Regions from separate parts of the Mus musculus genome. Here all the other regions are linked to region 5. The links are chromatin contacts, called in public ChIA-PET, HiChIP or PLAC-seq and promoter capture Hi-C maps. All regions are on one chromosome and are shown on one strand. Each heading gives the region's core, a stretch centred on a gene start, on an enhancer-like site or on the middle of the called end of the contact. The rest is flanking DNA. Distances are from core to core; before and after follow the strand shown.

What was found. Promoter capture Hi-C pulls out the DNA fragments that hold promoters and counts their contacts. ChIA-PET counts read pairs in DNA pulled down with a chosen protein or histone mark. HiChIP or PLAC-seq counts read pairs in DNA pulled down with a chosen protein or histone mark.
Region 1: a contact with region 5 is called in an H3K4me3 HiChIP or PLAC-seq map of bone marrow-derived macrophages, with 7 times the contacts expected there. The contact joins the enhancer-like site here to the promoter of Pde12 in region 5. A contact is called at or near these places in 4 of 39 promoter capture datasets (the 3T3-L1 cell line, hippocampal neurons, liver and 1 more), 1 of 484 Hi-C or Micro-C datasets (cortical neurons), 4 of 115 datasets of contacts at active chromatin or transcription factors (bone marrow-derived macrophages, large pre-B cells, memory CD8 T cells and 1 more) and 1 of 9 other capture datasets (adipose tissue).
Region 2: a promoter capture Hi-C map of embryonic stem cells shows a contact between it and region 5, with 2.5 times the contacts expected there. The contact joins the promoter of Anxa11 here to the promoter of Pde12 in region 5. A contact is called at or near these places in 1 of 39 promoter capture datasets (embryonic stem cells) and 1 of 9 other capture datasets (adipose tissue).
Region 3: a contact with region 5 is called in an RNA polymerase II ChIA-PET map of memory CD8 T cells, with 37 read pairs. The contact joins the promoter of Arhgef3 here to the promoter of Pde12 in region 5. A contact is called at or near these places in 2 of 115 datasets of contacts at active chromatin or transcription factors (bone marrow-derived macrophages and memory CD8 T cells).
Region 4: a contact with region 5 is called in an RNA polymerase II ChIA-PET map of memory CD8 T cells, with 5 read pairs. The contact joins the enhancer-like site here to the promoter of Pde12 in region 5. A contact is called at or near these places in 2 of 39 promoter capture datasets (the 3T3-L1 cell line and hippocampal neurons), 2 of 484 Hi-C or Micro-C datasets (both in cortical neurons) and 3 of 115 datasets of contacts at active chromatin or transcription factors (bone marrow-derived macrophages, large pre-B cells and memory CD8 T cells).
Region 6: a contact with region 5 is called in an RNA polymerase II ChIA-PET map of memory CD8 T cells, with 27 read pairs. The contact joins the promoter of Ccdc66 here to the promoter of Pde12 in region 5. A contact is called at or near these places in 3 of 39 promoter capture datasets (cranial neural crest, liver and pre-B cells), 1 of 484 Hi-C or Micro-C datasets (muscle stem cells), 1 of 115 datasets of contacts at active chromatin or transcription factors (memory CD8 T cells) and 1 of 9 other capture datasets (adipose tissue).

The regions. Positions count from the first base shown.
Region 1 is chr14:27,404,092-27,407,397 of GRCm38.p6, forward strand. Gm52095 (a long non-coding RNA gene) reads right to left here. Exons shown (of 4, transcript XR_003951011.1): 4 at 1,791-2,071. Among named protein-coding and RNA genes, the nearest start is that of Gm34702, 5.4 kb to the left of the region's middle. Within about 2 kb of position 1,535, at least 103 of the 459 cell types and tissues checked have an H3K27ac peak or open chromatin away from gene starts, as enhancers often do. A contact at or near this core is called in adipose tissue, bone marrow-derived macrophages, liver and 3 more, where this site is marked.
Region 2 is chr14:25,839,995-25,843,520 of GRCm38.p6, forward strand. It overlaps Anxa11 (annexin A11), which reads left to right and starts at 2,161. Exons shown (of 15, transcript NM_013469.2): 1 at 2,161-2,301.
Region 3 is chr14:27,334,157-27,337,303 of GRCm38.p6, forward strand. It overlaps Arhgef3 (Rho guanine nucleotide exchange factor (GEF) 3), which reads left to right and starts at 1,881. Exons shown (of 10, transcript NM_001289687.1): 1 at 1,881-2,113. The coding sequence starts at 2,021.
Region 4 is chr14:27,190,921-27,194,170 of GRCm38.p6, forward strand. It overlaps a transcript of Arhgef3 not described here. Among named protein-coding and RNA genes, the nearest start is that of Gm34848, 73 kb to the right of the region's middle. Within about 2 kb of position 1,766, at least 20 of the 459 cell types and tissues checked have an H3K27ac peak or open chromatin away from gene starts, as enhancers often do. A contact at or near this core is called in memory CD8 T cells, where this site is marked.
Region 5 is chr14:26,668,481-26,671,673 of GRCm38.p6, forward strand. Pde12 (phosphodiesterase 12) reads right to left here and starts at 1,366. Exons shown (of 3, transcript NM_178668.3): 1 at 1-1,366. The coding sequence starts at 1,072. Mir7672 (microRNA 7672) reads right to left here and starts at 1,128; the gene lies at 1,067-1,128.
Region 6 is chr14:27,507,167-27,510,336 of GRCm38.p6, forward strand. Ccdc66 (coiled-coil domain containing 66) reads right to left here and starts at 1,294. Exons shown (of 18, transcript NM_177111.3): 1 at 1,256-1,294. The coding sequence starts at 1,266.

The DNA of each region.
Region 1 (3,306 bases), core at 285-2,784, 740 kb after region 5:
TTCTGCTCTGATTTCTTTTACCATGTATACTTAGTGTACACCATTTATTCACTTGTGTGTACTTAGTGTATGTGTGTGTGAGGCATGCACGTAAGTACACAGGTACTGCCACACTTGAGTGGAGGTCTGAAGACAACCTGAGTATTTAGTTCTCTCCTTTCACTGTATGAGTTTTGAGGACGGAACTCAGGTCATCCGGCTTGGCATTAGCAGCAAGCACCTCTCCCCATTTTAGCCATCTTGCCACCCCTCGCCCCTTCACTCACCTTTATCTATGCCCTATACAAAGCTTAGTCAGAGCTGTGACAGAAAAGAAGCATTGCATCTCACTGCGGACACAAGTGACTGACGGTGAACTTGAAGCTAACAGGGGTAGTGGTGCACACCTGTAACTCCAGCCCTTAAGACGCAGAGACAGGAGGATCTCCTGAAGTTCAAGGTCAGCTTACTCTGTATAGCAAGTTCCAGGCCAGCTGGGACTGCATAGTGTGATCATATCTTGAAACAACAAGGAAAAGGAAGGGCGAAGGGAAGTTTCATTTTTAAGTTACGCTGGAATTTTAGTCTGCTTGTTCACTGAAATGGTTTTATTTCTCTGACAGAGTAGGGCTCTTGTTTTGTCTATAGAAAGACGGGACAGGTTAAAGATCTTAGCAAGCATTTCCAACAGCATGTTAGTCCGGTAAGGTTAATGACGAGTTTTGTCTTTATGTGTCTGCCATATCCTTTAACACACTGTCCACTCCTAGATTTGGCACAGCGTTCACATAGATGGTAAGTCCAGTTTTGTTTTTCTCAAGGGAAAAAATATCAAGTTTTCTGTCTGCAATCCCAGCACCGTAGAGGTTGAAGCAAGAGAATTGTTTTAATTTGATGGCTAGCCTGGGCTAGATAGTACCAGGTCAGTCAGCTACATAGTTAAATATCACACACACACACAAAATGAAAAAGAAAGGAAGGAAGGAGCCGGGCGTGGTGACGCACGCTTTTAATCCCAGCACTCGGGAGGCAGAGGCAGGTGGATTTCTGAGTTCGAGGCCAGCCTGGTCTACAGATCGAGTTCCAGGACAGCCAGGGCTACACAGAGAAACCCTGTCTCGAAAAACAAACAAAAAAAGAAAAAAAGAAAGAAGGAAGGAAGGGAGTGAGGAAGGGGAGGAAGGAAGAAAGGAAGGGAGAAAGTGAAAGAAAAAGAAAACCCGTCTGCTTTGTTCTCTGGTCTCCCTTTGCCCATGCTTCAGAGACATTTTGGACAGTCTCCACATTTTGTTTCTAGAGTGGCATTGGCTTGTTGACTCTAGGCGCTGTATCTTTGCTAGAAGGTTAGTTGTTGGTGCTGACATTTTGAGAGTTAGTACAAGTGGCGGCAGGCTACATGGGCTTCAGTCTGCTCTGAGGCTGTTATAGTACATGCAACTAGATGTAATCCTTGTAGTCAAGACACAATGAAAACAGCCGGGGCTGGCAATCTTGTGCAGAATTAGAGTGTGGTTTCAGTTTCTGGCTTGTGGTCACTGCCACTGACTGCTTTAGTTTCCATTGCCAGAAGTCTCCAGCTGCTAAGAATGCAAACTTCGTGGTTGTTACAGGATGCTACAGCCCATCTCGGTGAGCAGCCTGTTCAACTTTATGTTCTCTATGCACCCATTTTTTTTTTTTTTTTTACTTCCCCAAATCTAGAGCACCACCTGGTTCTAGAGAATGGACATGCAGAATTGGAAGACAGTTCCCCAAACCCAGAGCTGTCTATAGGGATCTTAACGTCATCAGGATCAGAAGCCCCACATGAGCAAGGCCACCTTGAGAAGAGGTCACTACCCCTCAAGTCTGTGTAGGCAGACAGTTTTAACAATGTCACTGCTCCTTACATCACACCTTTTTTCTTCAGGAATGTTGGTGGTTCTCCCAGTCAGCAACAGGCCTACCTAGACAGAGCGGTTTATCAAGGGGTAGCCTAGTTTCCTTTGTTGCTGTGATAAATACCATGACCGAAAGCAACTTGGAGAGGAAAGGGTTTATTTCTACTTACAGTTTCAGGTTACAGTCCCATCAAGGAAAGTCAAGGCAGGAACTGAAACAAACCATGGAAGAATGATCTTTACTGGTCCACTCACTGATTTATGCTCAGCCAGCTTTTTCTTTTTCTTTTTAATGTATCTCCCTGCCAAAGGGAATGGTGCCACCCATAGTGGGCTTGGGTCTCCCTGCCCCCCACTAATTATCAGTGAACACAATTTACCATAAACATGGCCACAGGTCAATCTGATCAAAGCTGTTCTTCAATTAAGGTTCCCTTTTCCCATGTGATTCTACATTGTAAAGTTGTTGCATGAGACCCTGTCATAACATACATACATGGTGGGGGGAATATTTGAGATACAGAATGTGATGGGGAAGGGGACCCAAAAGGGTAACAGTATGAATATGACCAAAGTACATTATATTCATGTATGAATACAAGGGAGCAGGGAAGATATTCCATTGGTAAAGTACCTGTCTTGCAAGCATGGAGACTTAATGTGATCCTCAGAATACACTACACTTGCAAGGTGACATGGCATGATCTTGTAGTTCCAGACTGGGAAGATGGAGGAGATAGGGGGATCCTTGGAGCCCACCTAATTGGTTAATCAGAGACTGTGTCAGGGAAGGTGGAGAGTGTGCCCGGGGATGACACCCAGGGTTGTTCTCTGGCCTCCACTTGCACACACACACACACACACACACACACGTATACACATACACCTGTATTTGAAGAAATGTCACAATGAGGGACAGGGAGAGTTGGCTCGGTCTTAAAGGGCTTGCCGTACAAGCATCAGGACTTGAGTTCAGATCCGCAGCATCCATGGAAAATCCTAGCACTCGGGAGGTGAGCATGTGAGAGCATGTGTCTGTACCTCAGCACCTGGGGAGGGGGTTTGCAAATGAGCGGACCCCAAGGGCTCACTTGCCAGCCAGTCTAGCCGACATGTGGAAGTTTAGACCAAATGAGAGGTCCTGCTTTGAAAGTTCAGGTGGCGAACAGCAGAGGAAGGCAGCCAACCTGATGTCACCCTCTGGACTTCTCATGGGCCAGCACATTGGCATACACACAAAATTCTTGCCACAGAGGAACCCATTGCTTAGTACATGCTAAAAGAAAAAGCAAAGGTGAACCCTTGGGCGGGAGCCTCTTTAGTTTTGATATATGTGTACATACTTTTAGGAGCCTTCTCAATAAAGAGAATCAGGAATTTTGTTGTTGTTGTTGTTGTTCATCGGGTTGCGCTAGGGAGTGTGTGTGTGTGTGTGTGTGTGTGTATT
Region 2 (3,526 bases), core at 911-3,410, 830 kb before region 5:
GAGAAAAGCAGCCTATCAGGAGCCTACATTCGTAGCCTTTGTGGGAGGACCAGTTAAGTGCAAGAATGGGCCAGAGGAGTGGGGTTGCAGCCAGGTGACTCCACCCCCCCCCCGCCCCCCCACCATGAGAGTGTATGATAACAGTCGCTCCCTGGAGTCCAGAAAGGCTTGGGGCTGGTTTGGTGGCAGACTTCACAAGTCCCATGTCCCCACCATGTCCCCCTGTTCTTTCTGCCCTTCTGCCTGCCCCCATGCCTGCCCCCATCCCCTTTTGGTTTTCTTTCTTTTAAAGATTTATTTATTTATTTATTAAGTGTTCCCCCATCCCCTTTTGGTTTTCTTTCTTTTTTTTTTTAAGATTTATTTATCTATTTATTAAATGTTCTGCCTGCCTACAAGTCAGGAGAGGGCACTAGTCCTCATTACAAATGCTTGTGAGCCACCATGTGGTTGCTGGGAATTGAACTCATGACCTCTGGAAGAGCAGACAGTGCTCTTAACCTCTGAGCCATCTCTCCAGCCTGGAGGTTTTCTATGTGATGTTTTGTGTTAGGTTTCAAACCCTGGACCCTCAGAATTCCTCAGTCCTTACCTTACAGCCTGTGGCTGGCATACCCTGCCTTACCTTACAGCCTGTGGCTGGCATACCCTGCCTTACCTTACAGCCTGTGGCTGGCATAACCTGCCTTCTACCCACAACTCTGCAGGCCACGGTACAGGGCTGCTTTTCTCTACATAATATAATGATTTTAGTTACCCCTCCCCCTTTATTTTGTACCTTTAGCTTCTAGCTGCTGTACCTGGTTCTCCTCTCTCACCCATCTCCTTTCCCCTCCCCACTCTCCTCACAAGGCTCTGGGTCATGACCATTCTGGATTCTCCCAGATGTGTCTGCCTTTGACTATGTCTCTTTTTTCTCTACAATAAACCTTCTCCTTCACCATACCTAGGAGTAATCATGTTCCTCTGCTATTTATTTATTTATTTATTTATTTATTTATTTATTCATTCACTCTGAAACCTTAAGCCTGAGTTTCCCGCTGTGAGGCAGTAGCCTGGCAGGCTAGCTCATTCCGATCTGCTGGAGCAAGCAGACCACACCTGCCAACCAGGCTTCTTCCGGCTCTTACAGTCCACTGGGCTCCTAAAATGCAAATGACAAATGGCTTGTTTGCAAATCAAAAGTGGGCCATGAAAGAAGTGTACCCCAGGTGGGAGCTAGATAGTGAAGAATCCGTAAGGGGTGGGGGGAGATCCTGTGCAGTCTTCCGAAGAACCTGGTTGGTCCTGGGGCGTCAGTTGAAAGGACACTCGAATATAAAGTGAGGGGAAAAAAAAATACTGCAATCCTGTTTTATAAACAAATACATTTGCTTAAGCACAGCAAGCAACACAAACGTAGAAGTGTGTTGAACATCTGGAAGGAGGTGCCTAAATGTGAGCTGGGGAGAGTAAGAGACTTAATTTTTATTTTTAAATGTTACACAATCATACTCACTATACTACCTTTTTCTAAATAAACAACCAACGTGGGTCTTCTCCTGTTATTAACATATTAGTATTTTTGCTACAATAGATGTACCAATATTGATGCATTGTTATTAAATCTATATATGGTCCAGATGTCATTGTTTTTTTTAACTTAGTGTCCTTTTCCCAGGATCCCATCCAAGATGTCACATTACTTAGTTTTCATATCTCCATGTGACAGCTTCTCAGACTCCTCTTGTTTTGACAACCTTGAGAGTTTTGGACAGTCCTGAGTTCCTCAATTGGGGCTTGTCTGATATTTCTGCACGATTACTATGGGGTCATGTGTCTCCAGGAGGAAGACACCACACGACAGAAGATCAATATAAATTACCACTGCTGATGTTGGCCCTGGTCACTGGTTGAGGTGGTAATTTTTTCCATTGTGAAGTTTCCTCCTGCCGTACACAGTGACTGTTTTAAGTTTTTTTTCGCTGTCAAACTCCTGAAAATAAACACCCGCGAGAATGTCCTCTCATCCTGAGGTCTAGAGCGGCTTTGCTCCGGAAAGCTCGGGGCTTCCTACAAAGCTACCACTGAAGCGCAACCCTCACCTGTGGGCGTGGTCCCACGCACCCCGCCCCTCCAGAGAGGCTCCGCCCATCTCGTGCGGCTCCGCCCCGGGGCGACAAACGCGGCCGCGCCCGGAGAGTTTTCCGCCTTGCCGGCTCCTCCTTCGACCGTGCGCAGACACTCTCGGGTTAGGATCCAGGAAAGCGGGAGTAGGAAGGAGTTGCTATCCGAGCTCAGTGTCCCGGTCCCTGGTGCCAGGTGCGTGAGGGTCCCGGCGGGCGGCTTCCGCATGAGGGGTATTCGCGCGTGGCGTGGGGTGCAATGTTCCCCCGAGGACAAGGCCCGGAGTTGAACGGGGTCAGGGCAGGTGAGCCTGGGACCGCAGGGTCCCAGGGTGTGCGAACTTGGGGGTGACTGAGGTCTTACCTCAGTGCGCTTCCGGGAGAAGCTTGAGCGGAGCCCAGCGGGCCGAGAAAGCTGTCTTTGGGAACTTTGCTCCGGAACTGCAGGGCGCGGGTTCCTGGACCTGCCACCCTGGGTTTATATAAGGCAGGCTCCTAAGCGGTCCAGAGAATGCACGATTGTGCCAGATGCCGTGTTGCCTGCCTGTCTTCCTTACCGCGTATCCAGCTAGGATCCCTCTGCCCCTGCCCCCGCTTCTCGTTCCAGAGTCTTCAAGAACGCTTGCTTGAGCTTGGCAACCCGGACGTCCCGTGGGCTCAGGCCAGTCTCCTAAAGGCGTACAAGGTGTCAAACAAATCTGGGGGAGAATAGCTAAACTCATGCTGGGCACATTCTCTTTAGAGATTTTTCTCCCCGCCGGCTAATCAGTGGGCGTCCTTGGAGATTGGGTTTCCCAGACCCTACACCTAGAGTGTCAGCCTACCTGTCTGATCCCTTTACAGGATTCAACTAGCTTGCTCCCTGCTTGCTCCGAGGCTGCCTTGCCCCGAGGCTGCCTTATTGCGGAAGAAAGCTACAAATGCGGCCCTGGGTTGGGCTGTTCAACTTTGTTGATGGCGGTGTGTGTCATTGTCGAAAGGATGACTAGACTTGGACCCAGATCCTTGCGGGGAAGGGCCAGGTGTCTTGCTCACCCTCAGCCTGCTCCCATTATTCTCCTTCATTATTTTCTTGCTTCCGTCAGTTGTTGGGAATTCCTGGAGGATTAACAGGGCTGTTCCCCCAAGGCTTTGTCTGTTCTCGGGATTCTCTAGCTGGGGAAGCAAGGTGAGCTCACCCACACAGTCTGTTGCTCTAAGACAGGTGTCCACTTCGGATTCCTCCATCCCTTCCTGATACCTCATTAATTTCTGCACTGTAAAATGAGGGTAATTATAATTCTTATTTCATAGACTCACTGTGAGGATTGTGTGAGTTAATTTGTTGTCTTGTTAATTTGGGGTGGGGGTTGTTGTTGTTTGTTTGTTTGCTTGCTTTTGAAACAAGGTCTACCAATTTAGCATTGGCTGGCCTGGAACTT
Region 3 (3,147 bases), core at 631-3,130, 670 kb after region 5:
ACATGCCCCTTCTCATTCCATGCCTCTTGCTGCAGCTTTCTTCTTGTTGCATACTTGGGAAGAAAACCGCAGGCGCTTTCTCCAGTCTCAATAGGAACCCACTCACTTCAGAGCCCTGTTTACACATACACTCCTTCTTGACTCCAGAGGCAGTCTGTCTGTCTGTCTGCTATCTAGTCAGGCAAGATAATGAGTGGGTTTAGTGCCAGAGTGTGGATTTGGTACCTGAGGTGGAAGATCTGCAGGTTAAGCAGTTTCCTGCCAGGAAAAGTAGGAACTGCTGGGTCCTGACCTCATCTGGAAGCAGGTCTATATTTCTTCATCACACTGCCTCCTTCACACCCCAGAAGCAAAACCAAGACTCAGTACCTCTCTGTAACAACACCCTCCGTATGCAGACCTTTCACGGGAGGAGAGAAAGATACTATAGCAAAGTTTAAGAAATGTTATTTGGAGGAAATGATAACTTAAAAAAAATGAATCTTTTTTTCCCAGGGTGATGTGAATATATTTTTCTTTTAAGATGTTGAAAATTGTTACTGTAACTGTAAAGCCTCTTTGTCCACTATTACTAACCTTTTCTATCCCAGATGTTTCTCCTCTGCCACCAGGGAGAGTGTAAGCTTGTCTCAGATTCTTCTAGACATTCAATGTTGTTGACCTCCAAGTATATCTTTATAGAGAATATCAAAAAAAAAAAAAAAAAGAAAAGAAAAGAAAAAAGAGAGAAAGAGAGAAAAAAGAAAGAAAGAACAAAAGAAAAGGACAGAAAAGAAAAGAAAAGAAAGAAAAACTCTTTTGTAGCTGTGTTTTGAACACAAACTGTGTACTGCTTTGTTCCGAATTGTTACACATTGGATACTAGGAATCGAACTCACAGCCTCACACTTGATAACTATTCTCCCAAAGCCCGGCATTCCCAGCCTTTTGCAATTATTTTCCAACTGAGGCCAACATAAAGGAACTCTTTCAGTTTCACACCCATAGACCCTTCTCCTCTCTGATCTCTATGGGGTGGTGTTCTATAATTAGAAAAGCTTACTTAAATACTCTTACTAAAGACTGTTACCATTGTTTTTAGGGTTTTGTTTGTTTTGTTTCGTTTTGTTTTTTGTTTGTTGTTGTTGTTGGGGTTTTGTGTGTGTGTGTGTGTGTGTGTGTGTGTGTTTGGTTTTTTTTTATAGGTTGGTCTGGGCTGCAGCAACGATCTTGTAATTACTTCTTGGGCATTTAAAACGTCAGTGTTTCCCCAGAAAAGATCCCCAAAAGCGTGGTCTTCGCTCTAAGCTGGAAACAGACTGAATCAGTCCAGCGTGGGTGTAGGCTGTAGGTGTAGGGGCCTGTGTGGTGGGGGAGGAGAGGGGATGGTTAGAGGGGACTCCGTTCCTTCCGTACTGCGTGGTGGAAAGTATTTGTCTCTCAGCTTTGGAGCTTGGTTTCACGGTGCTTTTTGAACTGCACTTAAAATGGGTGCATTTTACTGTTTGGACTGCTTTTACCTACTAAAGCTTATTTTTAGTAAAATGTATCCAGGACAGCCAGAGATGTAGAGAAACCCTGCACACGCAGGTTTCCTCCCCTAACCCCTCGGAAAGTGAGAGCCTGGCTTGGGACTTGCCCCCTGCTCTATCAGCGTTTGCCTAGGGTCCTGGTTTCCTTGCTACAAGCTATGTAGCGGTCTGGGGTCTGGCAGCTCCACGCAAGCGTCCCCTGAGGTCCCCAAAGTCTGCAGAACCGCCCCAGCCTCAGGAGGCGTCTGTAAGTTCGCACCTGGCGCTCCTTGGAGGGCGGGGTGGGCCTCTCTAGTCCCGCCTACCCGCCCTCCCTCAGTGGGCATGGCTTAAAGCGGCCCCGCCCTTCCCGGTGGAGCTTAGGCGTCAGGTCCACTCTGCAAGAAGCAGCTGTAGGTGTTCGCATCGCCGTCGCCTGCATCGTGGAGCTCGGGCCCTCTTTTACCCGGGATTTTTGTTGTCGCCTGAAATTAGCGGTGACATCTCAAAGGGCAGGCCCGGCAGCCGCCATGGTGGCCAAGGATTACCCCTTCTACCTCACTGTCAAGAGGGCAAACTGCAGCTTGGAGGCGCCCCTGGGCAGCGGGGTGGCCAAGGACGAGGTAGGACGCGCCCTCCACACACCTGCACCTCCGGGCTTCTCTGCCACCTCACCCTGTGTACCGCTCGCTTTCTCTCCGTCTCCCCCACGTGCTGCGCTTCTCCAGATCGCCCCTTCAAGTGTTCCCTCTCACGCCTTCTCTGTGGGTCCTCTATCGCTGCCCTGCTCCCTGAGCTCGGGAACCGCAGATCTTTGATGCTGCTTCTTTCCTTCCGAGCGACTGGCAGACCGAACCCCAGTCTCTGTCTAGAGCCTGCAAAGGCACCTACCTACCCGCTGCCCTGTTAGGAAGGCCCGGGTGTCGAGAGAGAGCCTCGTAAAGCAATGTCTCCCCGTCCCCGGCCGGGGTTAAGAGAGCTAAGTTCTTGGGGACCGGTTCAGACATTTCACCAGACACACTTGGTTTTGTAGCTGTTTGAGAGCAAGGGCGGGACAGGGCACCTTTACTTGTCACAAGTAACCAATAAAGGAGGTTGGGGGAAGGGTGTCGTTCATTTTGGGTCTGAGCTAAATGAGTAATTGAGGCTCTCCTTCATGACTGCTGAAAACGAGCTAAAACGTTGGTGAATGGGAAGCTGACTTGAAATGCTAGAAACAGTTCCCATTCTGGGAACTTGGGCGCGGGGAGAGGGGCAGTGCCCTTGGGTAATCCAGGGAGTCCTCTCAGTTTGGCTTTCTTAGGCTTTCCTCTCCCACCCCCATGTGTCCTGTCTCTGGCAAATTGCTGACTGCCCTTAGAAGTTGGTTAGGTTCAGTTGGGGGAGAAGACGATTCTCATTCTTTTTCAAGGTTTTAGAGAAGACAGTTAATTGTCTTATCAGACTCCAGTTTTGCTGTGGTGGAGTCCGTAGGACCAGCTCATCATGTCGTCTGTCTGTGTCTGTGTCTGTGTGTGTGTGTGTGTGTGTGTGTGTGTGTGTGTGTGTGTGTGTTCGTTCTCCACTTTCCTCTGCCTCACTCTGAGAGACTCGGGGTGGGCAGTGACGCTGGAGGCAGGTGTGTGTCCCGCCTTGTCACAGCACTGTTGATTCCACC
Region 4 (3,250 bases), core at 516-3,015, 520 kb after region 5:
CACCTGACTGCTCTTCCGAAGGTCTGGAGTTCAAATTCCAGCAACCATATGGTGGCTCACAACCATCTGTAATGAGTTCTGACTCCCTCTTCTGGAGTGTCTGAAGACAGCTACAGTGTACTTACATATAATAAATAAAAATAAATAAATAAAAAGAGGCAGGAGGATTCTGAGTTCGAGGTCAGCCTGATCTGCAGAGTGAGTTCCAGTGCAGCCAGGGCTACACAGAGAAATCCTGTCTCAAAAAACCAAAAACCAAAAACCAAAAAACAATTGGATATCTGGGATCTGGAGGGTGTGCTGATGTTCCTCGGGTACCAGCAGGTGTGTATATATGGGGTGGGAACTAGGGAAAGACCAATAATTGTGTAGCCACCAAGCACTCCAGAGAGATGACTGCACTGCCCAGGGCCAGCTGCCCTGTGCTTCCTGTGTTTTGATCTTGAGATCACTCTAAGAGCCAGGTTGGGCTTACTCTTTCCTGTATAGGTCTTTGGCATTTCAAGTCTATAAAAGTCTGCATAAAGGAATAGTATTTACTTAGTTATAGTTTGTGTTGGTGGCTAAAAATGAGCGTCATACAACATACTAATAGTTGTTTTGGAAAATGTTCAAGGGATTAAAAAATTCTACCATTATCAATACTATAATACTTAAGAAAAAGGGAAAAAAATCACATAACCTCCTGAGTTGATTCATTATGTAATGTTATACCCATCCCACCCCCACCCCCCTTTTTAAAGATTTACTTATTTTATGTGCATTGGTGCTTTGCCTGCATGTGTGTTTGTGAGGGTATCAGATTCCCTGGAACTGGAGCTACATACAGTTGTGAGCTGCCATGAGGGTGCTGAGAACTGAACCCAGGACCTCTGGAAGAGAAGCCAGTGCTCTCAACTGCTGAGTCATCTCTCCAACCCCCCCCCCCCCTTTTTTGAGGCCAGGCTTTATGTACTTCATGCTGGCCTTGAACTTGGTATACAGCTAAGAATGATCTTCATGCCTTCTCCCCCTGAGTACTGAGGTTGCAAGGGTGCAGTCATGGGTTTGTTTATACCCTTCCTTTTAATTTAGTTATTTTAATTGAACTGTTTCCTCATGATTCCTCAAACTAGCAGTCAGGCCCTGCCCTTCTGTCTCTGTCCCCACCATCCACTAGTCACTAGTAAGAGGTCCTCTTCTGTAAGGGTCTAGGATCTAGGACAGTGACTCCAGAGGTCCCTGTCCTAGGGGGTGAGCATCATATTATGGAATCTGAGTGTGAAGAAAGTGACAGGAAAACAGAAGGTTGTGGAGTCTCTGGGTGATGGGCCTGGGGATGTCCCATGGTTGGCAGGTACATGGTGGTCTACAAAACTCATCTATGGTGGGGAGCCAGATTTATATACTATATGGAATTTCTACACAAAAAGAAGCACCGATGAAGGCTTTGGACCTTGGTTCCTCCCATGTGGGTGAGCTGAAGACGTGTGTTCAGGTGTGTGCAGGGACAGTTGTTGAATGAGACCTCCGTGTAAGACATTGAGCCCGACCCTCATCTGAACTGTAGCAGGGTTGTTCCACACATGCAATGGGAGTTCCCACAGGAAACTGGGTGGTTCTTGGCACCCTCCTAGGCTGTTACTGGGGCAGGGTGGTTCAGAGAGGTTTCTTAGAAGCCTTTGTGACCACAGTGGTTGTGAAGGATATTCACAAGGCTTACCGACCCTGAGTGTGATAGGGAACCGGAGGGTACCTAAAGTGAGTGGCTTCAGCAAGGCAGCAGGGGGCAGCAAAGACCCCAGGAACCCACACCCTCCTGGCAAGGTAACTGCTTATCCCCAGCTGACCACAGGTGGGAATGTGAGGTCACCTGTGGGAACGCTGTCCTTGATTGCTAGAGTTTCTAGACCTTTCACCTAAGCTAGACACCTGCTGTCTAAATGGAATTGGCTAGCCTTGGAAATGACCCCCAAAGTATATAAGCTTGAGGGTCGTATAAATCATACTAAGAGTCTGCCATTTCTAACTCGAATGCCGGGCTTAACCTAGAGGCTAAATTGTGATGACTGGTTATTATGTTTATGTTTTCTACTTGGCTTGGTAATAAACATTATCTGTAAGCAGGAGGTAGGGTAAGAGAGAAGAGAGACATTTCTATAACTCAGTAGGCTCCTTGCTGTTAATTCTCACGGATGCCTCTGGGGTTGGGGTGATGGAGCCCGTGGACTGAGGAGGCTGTTAGTAGATTAGCTCAGGGAAGTGGTTAGTGGGCCTGTGTGTAGAATGGAAGGAAAGGGAGGCGTGGCTCTGTAGGCCCTGTCCACTTCCCGGGACCTGGGGGTGCTCTGTGCCCTTTCCCAGTCCATCGTCCAGCCTCTCTGTCTTGGGAGGAAAGGATTGATTTTATCTTACAGCTTGTAGCCCACTACTGAGGGAAGTCAAGGCAGGAAGCTAGAGGAAGGAACAGAGGCAGAGGAAGCAGAGGCCATGGAGGAACACTGCTTGCTAGCTTGCCCTTTCTGGCTTGTTCGGCTTGCTTTCTTATACAACCCAGGTGAGCTGGGCTGTCCCATGCCAATCATAATTCAAGAAGATGTTCCATAAGCCAATCTGGTGGGGGCATCTTCTCAACTGAGATTTCCTTTTTTTCCAAATGATTCTAGCTTGTGTCTAGTTGATAAGAAACTAACGCATACACACTCTCCCCTCCATTCAGTCAGTCAGTCACTCACCAGATGCACTGTTCCAGTCAGTACCTGATCTGGCCTCAGGGACAGAGCAATGAATGAAGCAGAGGAAGTAAAGTCAGGAAAACCCACAAGAAGCTGTGAACAAGGCCTAGCATAGGTCTGCTAGGGCTGAATAACCGGAAAAACAGGCTGTGTGTTGCCTGAGTGTTGTGTGTCGTTTCGTGTTTCTGGATGGTCGCACTCATGCACACCCACCCAGGAGCTATTTTAGATCTGCGAATAGAAAACACACACACACACACACACACACACACACACACACACTCCAGTTATTCTTTAAATGCCTTGGCTAGGCCGGGCGTGGTGGTACACGCCTTTAATCCCAGCACTCGGGAGGCAGAGGCAGGCAGATTTCTGAGTTCGAGGCCAGCCTGGTCTACAAAGTGAGTTCCGTTCCAGGACAGCCAGGGCTACACAGAGAAACCCTGTCTTGAAAAACAAAACAAAACAAAACAAAACAAAACAATGCCTTGGCTAGCTCAATGACTGGCACTCCTAAACCTTCCCCTGCTACCCCA
Region 5 (3,193 bases), core at 116-2,615:
CGGAGAACACCGCGCGGTCCACCTCCTGCAAACAGATGAGGTCTGCGTTGTAGCCTGTGAGCTCCTTCTGTATGAGATTCTGGCGGTAGTCAAGCTCCAGGGCGTAGGGGGCACAGTACGGGTACAAGACCGTCCGAGAGAACTCAGTCTGGGCGTACGTGTCTGCCAGGATGTTGTAGGAGACAGTGCGGATGAAAGAGTCCTCCGTCACCTTCTTGGTGTACAGATGTCGATGGTCAAAAGTGCAGGTGCCAGGCCCGGCCTCCACCGGGCACAGGCTTTCTAGCTCCCGGCTTGGCCCGAAGCGCTGCCCATTGCCCGGTGTACAGTGAAGCCGGAGCCGGAGCCCGATGTCTGCATTGCACGGGGTGTAGACGCGCTCGTCCACACCGGTCTCGATCCAAGCTGAAGGCTGCGAAGAGTGAGACGAGGACGCGGGGCCGCTGTCCCCAGGTTCTGCCGCCCCGGGTTTGACTTCCTTGTACCAGCGGAACACGGAGCTGGCGGGATCCCCAAATTCCACGCCGAGTTTGGGGCACACAGGGAAGCCAGCCATGATGTAGCGCGGCAACTGCAGCTCCGTGAAGGTGGGCGGGTTGCGCTCCACCTTGTACTTGACGTCGCCGATCTGCAGCACCGCTCCGTCCTGCCAGGCGTCCACATTGAGCACATCCTCGGCCACCGCCTCCTCCCGGTAGTACAGCTTCACCACCGGCTCGCAGGTCGCAACCGGCTCAGGCCCTGTAGCCTCACAGGCCGCGCCACCGCTCGAGTGGGCTCGGTTCTTCCTGCTCTTCTTGGCGGCCGCTACCTTTGCGTGTCCCTTGAGGGCGTTGGTAGCGATCCGGCTGAGGGCCCGGCCCAGAGGCTCGCTCTGGTCCCTCTGCATGTTTTTGTGGCTGCCGTCGGCCAACGCGAAAGACAGGCTGAGCTTGGGCTCCGAGGGCACACAGCGCACCACCGCGCGCTCCATGGCGCGCACCGCCTCGTGAGTCCCTGCCTCGGCCCGGCTGCGCCGCTCCACCACCGACCGGACCCCACGAAGCGCGCTGCGGCCCGGGAGCCTCCACATGAACCTGGCAGCCGACGAGATCAGAGATCCAGAGTCGCCCGCTGTCAAGTCCACCGGGAGGAGCGGCCGTGGCCGGGTACAAGACCCATTCAGACCGTGGACTTCCGGTCGGCGGCAAGCAGAAGCCGGGGTGTGAGCATCAAGCGCGCGGTGTTCCCGACTCGCACTTTCGCCAAGGCCACTTGCCAGCTCCTTCTTGTCTTGACCGCCGGTCTCGAGTTTCGAGCGCCTTGGTGTTTTTATTCAACATGGGTAAAAGGCGAAGAGTGAAGGAAATATAAGAGTGCCCGAGGGAGCTACCAGAACCCGAAGTTTTGTTGAAAGTGTAGGCTGAGGGCGGGAACAATAGGCTTACGGAACCGGAAGTGACTGGGCGGTGCCTCCGGGAAACACTAGGCTTTCTGTCATTTCCAGTTGCTCCGGTTATGGCTGTGTGTAGGCGCCGGCCTCCTCCCCAGGATTGCAACGTCCGCTCTGCACAGTTGGCGGACCTGTTCCCTGGTCTTTCGAGGTGTGGCGGGTCGAGTGAAGCTAAGCACGACAAGTGTGGAGCTTGTGGTAGCTAAGGAGCTCCGAGCCGCCCGCCGGCTTCTTCCACCAGCTTGTGAGCTCTGAGGATACAAAACACAAGATGCATAATGTACTTGAGCCTCGCGCTTTTGTTGTTGTTAGGTTTTGAGGTAGGTTTCCTATCCGCCTTGGAACCCAGGAAGACTGAGTCAAAGCTACACAGCATAGTAAATGATAGAAAAAGTACAGACATGTTTTCGAAAGCTGTTAGTGGTTTAAGTAGTAAAGAGCTTGGAAGACCTTGTCTTTGTAGGGTTGAAAGGTTTAGCAAATAAAATTATAGGACTCAGGTAAAACTTTAAGAACTCTTTAAACGAAGACGCTAAACCCCTCCCCATTTTACTTAATTTGAAGATTAAATTTCGCCGAGAGTTTTATTTCTTAATACGAATGATCTTGGTTTATTTGTAGACCAAAACGAAGTCCTATCTGACTGGAACAGGGAGCCCCGGGAGTACTAGTCTGTAAGAAAGACCCTTCAACTCTACTGAACTCAGATTGTCAGGCCTGGCAGCAACTTTACCCATTGAGCCATTTCGCCAGCCCAGACCTTTTGTTTGCACGGTCTTTTATTTTTCAAGAAGTATTCTGACAATGTCAAATCTCGTGGAAAGCTTGTTTTTAATCCACAAGCTTGAAAGTAATAAGCAAATGCCTTTTTGTTGTTTTTGGTTTTCGAAGCAGGATTTACTTTGTGTATTCCTGAGATCTGCCTGTCTCTGCCTCCTGAGTGCTGGGATTAAAGGCATACACCACCATGCCCAGCTGTAAATGCCACTACTGAAGCTATACTTTTATTAAATTGACTTATAGCCCCATTTGTAATTATATAATTGAAACTTGAGAGATTAAGCAATAGTATGATTTTGATAATACATATTGGAGGGAAAGGACTAGGAACACTTTTATTTTTAATATCAAGAAACACAAACTGGCTGGAGAGATGGCTCAGTGATTAAAAGCACTTGACTGCTCTCCTGAGTTCAATTCTCAGCAACCACAGGGTGGCTCACAACCATTTGTAGTGAGTTCTGATGCCCTCTTTTGGTATATCTGAAGTCAGCAACAGTGTACTCATACAGATAAAATAAAATTTTTTAAAAAAGAAGAAGAAACACAAACTAAGGGTACAGTTCAGTGATAAGAGTACTTGGCTAGCAATTGTGAGGATTTAAGAAGGCCTTAGAGAAAGAAAGTCTGCAAATAGCATAGTTGGTATAGTGTTTGCCATGCAAGAATGAGGATTTAAGTTTGATCCTTAGAACCCAGATGAAAATGCTAGGCAGAATGGTATGTGCTTCTATTCCCAGCTCTGCGATTACAGGTGGAGCCTTGGGGTTCTGGGCCAGACAACCTAGCCTAAATACAAGCTCCAAGTCAATGAGAGAACCTGTCTCAAAAAACCAGGGTGGTTTTTCCTAAGTAAAGACACTGGAAATTGACATCTCACCTTTACACATGAGCATATGTGTGCATGTTCAACTCCCCAAAACACACAACACATGTGTCAATATAGACACATGATTTTCTTTTAAGTTTCAAATTAAAAGG
Region 6 (3,170 bases), core at 44-2,543, 840 kb after region 5:
ATTCACATAAAATTAAAATAAGTATTTAAAAAGTATGTGTATATATGTGTTCATACATACACATTTTTTTTAACCTAAGAGGGAAAAAAATACAAAAGACTTTCTTACAACTTTTCAGTGAGGCCAGCATGTGTCATGTTTAACCTGAAACCTGGTTTTTGTTACTGGTAAGAAATAAAGCAACCCAGTTATTGCAGCATCCTTTAACCTGCAGCTCTATACCAAAAGTCCCATGCTGCTACCAGAACTCCTTAGCCAGGTACAAGACATAGATAAGCTATTTATGCGTTTTTTGTTTTGTTTTGTTTTTAACAATTTCATGACTGACAGATTCCAAGGAGGAATAGACGCGACTGAAAGATGGCTAAAATGGTCACCAATGTGACGGCTGCTTAAATACAGAATTCCACACAACTTGGACTATTTCATATACTACACGATTGCTTTAGTGACTCTATTACTATCTTAATAAATAAACAATAAACTTTGGCTAATATGACACTTTACATGTCAAAAGCGCCACCATAAAGAAACGGTAAACACTACCAGCAAAACTTACGTTGTCTATTAAAGTCAACAAAATTCTGATGGGATTCTACACACAGTATTACACAGTCTTACGGGGGTGGGGTGGGAACGGGGTGGGCGTTATGTGTCTATGAACAGTAATGACGACAACGTCAAAGAGAAAATACCAAACCAAGAAATTAAGGGCGAGCAGGTTGACTAGCAACTTTAAACTCAGAGTTGCTTTGGTAGCGAGAATCAAAGTGCCTGCGTTTGTAAAAGGAAACAATCTGGGAGATATAGGTTGTCAGAGGCCACCCCGTTGCAGGACTACAAACAGCTCATGGGTACGTTAGAAGGCAACCTCTTGAATGAATCTGAAGTTGCTAAGTCTCTATACTACCGCCCCGCAAGCTTACGGGGCAGGCTGCCTCATTGATTTCTAAACTCCCAGAAGAGAACCTAACATTCAGCTTCTGGATGCGCGGTTACGTCTAGGTCTGGTGGCTGGTTTTCCTAAAACGATGAACTTCTGAAGATGAAGACCGCACCCCAGACTCGGTCCAGCCCCAGCTGAGGATGCTCCAGCTCAGTACGGGGCAGCCGTAGCTCCCCGAGCATCTCGCCCTCTGGGGCGCCATCTCCCCTCCGGGGCGCTCCAACACCACGGTCCGCGCTGGACCCGGAACCCCGCCCGCCGCCACGCGCCGGCTGAAAGTTACAGCCCAGCGAGTCCCCGCCGGCTTACCCCAGGTTCATGGCCCCGCCGCCCACCCGCAGCTCGCTCAGGTCACTTGTGTACCCAGCTTGCTGCCGCTGCTCAACAAACGCTATGCTGATTGGTTGCCGGGGGCCAGCCGAGCCAATCACAGTGGGACATGCTGGCGGGTCCGTTCGTTGATGCCGGCCTCCCCGGACTCTAGATCCCTCTCCGGGGGCGTCTGCGGTTTCTTCGTGATCACCGCCAACCTTGGGGAGCCGCCTTGGCTCTAATGGAGGTTTCCAAATAGGCAGAAACAACAGATGTAACCATTCTCTTTTATATTTGGAGGAGAGGTTTATTTAGTTGAAGGACTTGTGACGCCTAGGACACAGAGTATATGTCTCTGTCTCTTCGTGCTTCCCACACCTTACAGGCTGAAGTTCTTTAAATACTGCAGCAACAGTCACAGTGTGGACCAAACTCGTATATCCGTCGTTAGCAGTGCTATCTCTGAGGCACGAAGAGGCAAAAGGACTTGCCTGGGTCACTGACCACTTAACAATTATACTACAGATCTTATATCTAATGTGAATATGTGTATAACCCCAGCTGACGCTTTTAGACTCAGCCCAAAATTCCACTTGTTGCTCTTCCAGAGAATCCCAGTACTCACGTCAGGGGGCTAAGCCTCCTGCAGCTATATCAATCCTGGTGTCAGACTGGAGTCGGGGAGGGCGCACCCTCGGCAGCCTGTTTCAGAGTGAGTTCCAAGACACCACCATCCCTACCCCCATCCCCACCCCCACTAATCCCCACATAAAAATAAACAAATGTCACTTCCATAAAGAAGCTGCTGAGGGTAAAGTGTAAGAAGGCAATGTCAGCCGGGCGTGGTGGCGCACACCTCTAATCCCAGCACTCAGGAAGCAGAGGCAGGCAGATTTCTGAGTTCGAGGCCAGCCTGGTCTAAAAGTGAGTTCCAGGACAGCCAGAGCTATACAGAGAAACCCTGTCTCAAAAGAACCAAATAAATAAATTATTATTATTATTAGTAATAATAATAATAATAAAAGAAGGCAATGTCTACCTCCCTCCTCCTAGGATCCCAATAGTAGAGACATTATTAGGGTCACTTCCGGAGCATGCAGGAGGGTTTTCAGGAGTTTGGGCAATCCGAAAGTAAATGTAAAGTCTGCACTTAGCAAGGCTGGCGACAAGCTCAAGCTCACGGCTGGATGTGATAGCTGGGCATCTGCTCCCCTTGAGTTCCCAGAGCCCACGTGTCATTACAGCAGTATTGGATTTGGTTGGCTGAGAGGGATGCTCAGGAGGGAGTCCCACGAACCTCCCTATCCAGTCCTGCTATCAGGGAGTGCTATCTTATGCAGACAGGCCCATTTAAGCATCCTGAAGATGGTGGTAGCTGGGCTTGGAGGATAGTCTAGTCCTATGCAACAGAAATCCTCAAAGACTGGGCAATTCCCCATCATGCCACACACACCGTTGGAATCCTGTACCAAAGTGAGTGTCAGAGAAACAGTTGATGTCTGGTACACTTCTGTAACCACAGCTGCTGCCACTTAGGAGACAGAGGCTGGGGGTCCTCCATAGTGTGAGGCCAGCCTAGGCTATACAGGTGTGGTGGCTATTCCTAGTTGTCAACTTCTGGAATGAACTACAGTTCAGAAATGGAGGGCACACCTGTGATCCAGATCATGAGGCTAGAAGACACGGGTTTCTGACTCAGATCTTGACTTGGGATGACACATACTTTTGATCCAGATCTTGAGGCATAGCGGCCATGAAAAGCTTAGGCCCAGTTAAGGTAGTATATGCCTTTAATCCCAGAAGAATGAGGCAAGCATATCATTGAGTTCAAGGTCAGCCTGGGACAGAGCAAGTTCCAGATCCAGTTGTGGTGGCACACACCTTTAATTTGGGCCACACTTTCTGCTGGAGG